2 separate regions of the Bos taurus genome follow, and region 2 is linked to region 1. A link is a contact called in public Hi-C data. All regions are on one chromosome and are shown on one strand. The core of a region is the stretch at or near the end of the contact, and the rest is flanking DNA. Distances in the headings are between cores, read along the strand shown. Region 1 holds the start of ZFPM1 (zinc finger protein, FOG family member 1). Region 2 overlaps ZFPM1 (zinc finger protein, FOG family member 1).

The links. A called contact is a pair of places that touch in the nucleus more often than the background predicts.
Region 2: a contact with region 1 is called in a Hi-C map of skeletal muscle, with 6 times the contacts expected there. The contact joins the enhancer-like site here to the promoter of ZFPM1 in region 1. A contact is called at or near these places in 2 of 11 Hi-C or Micro-C datasets (blastocyst and skeletal muscle).

What each region holds. Positions count from the first base shown.
Region 1 is chr18:13,718,540-13,721,220 of ARS-UCD2.0, forward strand. ZFPM1 (zinc finger protein, FOG family member 1) reads left to right here and starts at 1,355. Exons shown (of 10, transcript XM_024978915.2): 1 at 1,355-1,696. The coding sequence starts at 1,657.
Region 2 is chr18:13,772,401-13,775,081 of ARS-UCD2.0, forward strand. It overlaps ZFPM1 (zinc finger protein, FOG family member 1), which reads left to right. Exons shown (of 10, transcript XM_024978915.2): 5 at 1,277-1,379. Among named protein-coding and RNA genes, the nearest start is that of ZFPM1, 54 kb to the left of the region's middle. Within about 2 kb of position 1,316, at least 17 of the 102 cell types and tissues checked have an H3K27ac peak or open chromatin away from gene starts, as enhancers often do. A contact at or near this core is called in skeletal muscle, where this site is marked.

The sequences.
Region 1 (2,681 bases), core at 105-2,604:
CTTAGCCTCTGGCCCCTGCTAACTTCCTATTTCTTGCAAATATGGGGTTGGGGACGGTGGGGTGAGGGCAGGCACCAAATGCAGGCCAAGAATATTAAAGGAATACAGTTGAGCTCCCAGGGACGACTCTGATGCTGTGTGACCTTGAGCCTCCTGGAAAGTGGGGGGCCTCTGGGATCCCATGAACATATTCCAAAGGACAGAAGGGCTGGCCTCCGTGTCCACGGCTGGAACAGGCAGTACTGACCGTGGGAACCTCGCTCCTTTCTACTTCCTGGGCGTCCAGCGGGGGCGTCCTGGAAAGGCACGGCCTGGGAAGGAGAGACCCAGAGGGGCAACGCCTGGGGGCTGCTGCGAGGGGGCGGGGAGCAAGCACAGGCCGCTGGATTCTGCGGCCTCCCGGATTTCCAGCCAGATCTGAGTCCAAGGGAGGAGGGTCCGAAGTCCCTCGCTCTCCATTTGGGGCTATGGTCACGGGAGGTGGCGAACCCCTCGGATGCTGCTTCCACCAGTCTTGGGCGGAATCCCCACCGTGCCAGAGCCGGCTCCACACCCCAAATCTGGTCCCAGGCAATGTGGGACGTCAAGGCCTCGGGCTGCTTGACCCGGCCCTCATTGTCCCCTACCCGGCGGGCCGAGGAGGGTGGTCGCAGAGCCTAGGAGTTCTGGGCGGGTCAGAGGCCCTGAAGGCGGAATTATAGAGCAGCGGGGCGTAGTGATGGAGCGGTGAGCGGAGCCCAGGCTTTGGGGTGTGCTCTGGGCGGAGCCTCGGAGTTTAGGGGCCGAACCAGGTCAGGTCAGGCTTGGGGTGGGGCTGGCATCGGGGGGCGGGTCTAGAGAGAGCTTGAGCCCGGTCGGGCGCGGTGATCCGGAGCGGCGGAGTGTATTGGGTCGCAGAGTCTGAGCCAGGCCTGGGGACAAAGCAGCAGGGCCAAAAGAGGTGTGGAGGAGGCCACAGGTTCACCCAGGGCCGGGGCCAGCTCCCTGGGGGCGGGGCCAGAAGGCGGGGCGGGACCATTTCAGCGAGGAAGCAAGAGGGCGAGCCAGGGTGTCGGGGCGGGGCCAGCCGAGGCGGGGAGAGGCCAAGGCCGCGAGGAAGCAAGACCGCCCGGGGGCTTGCGCGCGCTGCGCTGGGGGAGCGGAGCGCGGCTCTGGGGGCGGGGATGAAGGCGGGGCCGGAGCCAGAGGAGGGTCAGGAGGCGGGGCGACGGGCGGAGATAAGGGCCGGACTCGGCGACGGGGCGGGGCCAGAGGCGGGGGCGGGCCCGGAGGCGCGGCGCCGTGACGCGCACGCCCCGCCCCCACGCCCCGAGCGCCCTGGCAGAGGCCGCCAGGTCCGCCGCGCGCTACCCGCAGGTTCCATTGAGAAGAGCGGAGCGGCGGCGGCGGCGGCGTCTGCGCGGGAGCGGAGAAGCCGACAGCAGCCCGCCGCCCGCCGCCCCCGGCGGTCTGCGCGGCCGTACAGCAGGGACTAGACTCCGGCCTCCTCAGCGGCGCCGGGCCGGACGCGGCGGGCTGGGGGCGCGGGCCGGGGCGGCCGTGGAGCCGAGGGGCCGGGGGCATGAGCCGCCCCGCGGCCCCGCCGCGCCCCCGCCGCCCGCCGCCGCCCACCAGGGGCTAGAGGCGGCCGCCGGGAGGGCGCGCGGCGCCGGAGACATGTCCAGGAGGAAACAGAGCAACCCCCGGCAGATCAAGCGTGAGTCAAACTTTGCCCGCCGGCCCCGACCCCCGCCGCCCCCACTACCCGTTCCCCGGCCCGCCCCGCTCTGCCCGCGGCGCCCGCGACCTTCACCCCGCGCCGCGCCCCCCGCGCTGTGTGCCAAGCGCGCCGTAATCTAATCTCTGCCGGCGGGCCGGGCCCCCGCGTCTGGGCTCCAGCATCGGGGGTCCGGCCTGGAGGGGGTGTCCGCCCAGAGGGCCGCAACGGGGTGGCTGGGGGCGCGGCCACCTCGCGCCCTGCCCCTCCCCCGCATCCCAGAGATGGTGCAGCGATAAGGCGGCCCCGATCTGGGCTCAGATAAAGTTTAAAATATTCCATTCTGCAAGTCCTATCCTGATAAGATCGCTCTGTCGGGACGGGCTGAAATTGTGATCTTATCTCGCGCGGTTGACTCTCCCAGGCTTTGTATCTAGAGGGAGAAAGAGAGACCTGAGAGGGAGAAGGGGCACCTAGGGCGTGTGGAAGTGCAGGCCAAGTGACAGAGACCCGCGGGTGCCCACCACCATGCCTTCTGGTCACAGAACCTCCTGGCTGCGGGGGGCAGGGGTGCTGCTACCACAGCCCATGAGCTGGGCTCCAGCCCTGTCTCCCGGGTCTCCAACTCCAGCTTTCCCTGCCGGGGACAGCCTCCTGGAGGCCTTCTCCCTGTGTCCCAGCCAGAACCACAGGGGCTTTTGCGCTCCTAGGCTTGCGGTCACACACCTTCTATCCAAGGGGCTGCTCCTTCAGGGAGGGGTCTCCCAGGACTCAGTCCTGGGCCACGCGTCCAAGTTTCTCCCCCATCTGGACCAAAGGCCATTCCCCAGGGGGGCCAGGCAGTCACTGCTGATGCCCAGCCCCCAACCCCCTACCCCAGCGATAAGAGTGCCCTAAACTCTTGGGGCCACTCGGCTGAAAGAGGGCGGTGCACAGGAAGCACGAATCCCTACCCCACGCCAATAATAACTTCACGCCTCTGCAG
Region 2 (2,681 bases), core at 66-2,565, 54 kb after region 1:
GCTGGGGCCAAGGCAGGGTGGGCATGGCGCTGGCCAGCTCCACTCCTGTGAGCCACTGGCCGACTATTCTCCACTCGACTGTTCCACGACTGAGCGTTGCAGCTAGTCCACTGGCCGGGCTGCCTGAGCCCAACACAGGATGAGGGCAAGGCGCAGAGGAGTGCGGTGAGGCCGCTGTGCATTGAGGGCCAGTGCCCTCCCAAGTCTCCCAGTCAGGGAGTCTGGACTGCACCCTGGTACCCAGCTCTGGAGCCCATGTGGTCCCTGCAGGCAAAGCCTAATAAAGCCATGGGCTAGGACCAGGCATGCTGGTGCCCACAACCCATCAGAGGACCCCTCCAAGTGCTACTTGCCCCAGACATCCCACCACATAGCATCCTGGCCAGCTGCCACAGGTGCCTCAGGGTGCACAAACGGCCCGTCCAGGGGGCAGCAGGTAACACGGTCTTACAGTTAGCTCAACAGTTTGCACACGGCGCCCAGGGGCTGAGCTTGGCCATCCCACTGGAGAGGAGCAGTCCAGAACCCACCCAGCCCTGGGGCTGCAGCCTGACGGGCGGCAGTGGTCACTCCAACCTCCTGGGGCCAAGCAGGGCGAGGTCTGTACTGCATTGCTCCCCGCTGGGCGCTTCAAAGGCCGGACTCTCAGCCCAGGCCACTGGGGGAGTGAGCTGCCTCCCTTCCCTTCCCTCACCTGTGAGGTGGGAGGAGGGTGCAACCAGCAAGGTGGGGGCAAGGGGCTGACCATGCTCTGGGAGCCGCGGGGAGGTTGGGTGCTCAGCCAGCAAGGCAGGGGGACGTCTTGCTGCCCGGGGACCTTGTGGGGCTGCTGGGCCCAGGCAGAGGTTCCTCACATGTCCGCCACCTACCAGCCCCAGAATGGACCGGACAGAGATGCACCGGCGTGCCCCAGGGCTGGGATGATGCCATCTCTTCCAGGCCAGTCCCCTGCTCACTCGCGCCAGCAGCCTGCGCCTGGGGTAGCAGCCCACTCGGGAGGGGGCGGCTGGAGCGAATGGCAGTCTGTCTGTGCAACCTTGGGTGAGCTGCTCGACCTCTCTGGGCCTCAGCTCCTCAGTGAACCCAGCGCCTGACCTGTGGAAGGCGCTGGCTCCCTGCAGTGTGCCTGTTGCCAGCACGGTGCTCAGCACACCCATGGGGTGAACTCTCAGGCTTCTGCCCACGTGGTCCCTGAAGAACGCTCCTGGTCTACCTCTTTTTCTGCTGTGTCCGGGAGCATGACTGAGTGCTTGCTGACCCCTCTTCCTGCCCCCAGAGCCCGGCCCTGACCCTGCTGCTGGAGGACGAGGCCTGCTGGCTGAGGACACTGCCCCAGCCCCTGGCCGAGGCTGAGGCCAACGCGGAGATCTACCGGAAGGGTTGGTATCCTGGTGCTTCCCTCACGGCTTCCGGAGGAGGGGGGTCATGCTTTTCCTGGGGCAGCCCTTAAAGGCAAACCAGCCTGCCTGGGCCACTGCTGCCATGCCCCGATCAATGTCAGTCTGGGACTGGACAGACATCTGCCCGGGCATGGGGGAGCAGCCCCCCAGTGAGGCCAGGACTGCCCTCAGGACCTCTGGGAGACCACCAGGGCAGCAGAGGAACCAGGCCTGGTGGGCTGCCGGGTCTGGCAAGGGCCAGCAGGTCCATGTGGGGCCTCTGTCTTGTGAGGACAAGGAAAGCACTCGCCCCCATGCCCCTCCTGTGCCATCCAGGAGTGGCTCTCGAGGGAGGGGGGCAGGCTGGGTCCTTGGCACCCCTGGTGTCCTGGTCCTGCCTGCCCTGGTCTGCCCAGACCAGCCTTCCCAGCGTGTGACGATCTGGGCATCAAGGCGGGGGACCTCCCATTACAGATGGAGGCTCTGGTCCCAGGGTGGGTGGGAGGACGGACTCGTGACAAGTTCTACACCCGAGCAAGGGCCATCCACCACAGCGTGGCCACCTGGAAGGGCCATGTGCCTGCTGACCACAGGAAACCCACCTCCTTCCCCGACAGGGGCTCCACTTCGGTAGAATGTTCTGGGGGTGTCCCCCTCACCATCGCCTGAGTGCAATGAATTAAGTGTCCTGGGGGCAAGAGGGGACCAGGCTGGGCTGCTGCTCCAACACCCACCCGAGCCCCTCCCCATGTGGGGTCCCCAGGAGCACCCAGGGACCTGAGCTTTCCCTCTGCCTGTGGTGACCCCATGGACCTGGCTAACATGGCCACATGTACTCCTCTCCAGAGGACCCCCACCCCTCCTCCCTGCTTGAGGGTACTCTTAAGGGCCCAGAGAGCACTGGAGGGCCTGGGTTGGCAGCAGGTGACCAGCTAGGGGCCTGGACACCTGACTGGGAAACGGCCTGGTTAGCACTGCCTTGCCTGGTCAGCAGGGCCCATCTGCCCGGGTAGGATAAGGGTCCCTGGGGTGCTGAATGCTCTCATAAGGTGGCCTGGGGCCTTGCCTCTTAGGGAAGGCAGGCTCCTGGCAGCCTCTGAGCTGGACTGAGTCCTGTTAGCCGCGGCTGCCCCCTGCAGGCTGCTGTGGAAACAGCCGTGCCGGCCAAGCTGTGAGGCCTTTCCAGGGCTTGGTGAGTGGCTACCCAGCCCTCCGGGCTGTTCCGGTCTGCTTGGCTCCTCTCTCCTGGAAAAGGGCCCTCCCACTCAGACAGGCTGGCGCAGGGAGGCCCAAAAGAGCAGG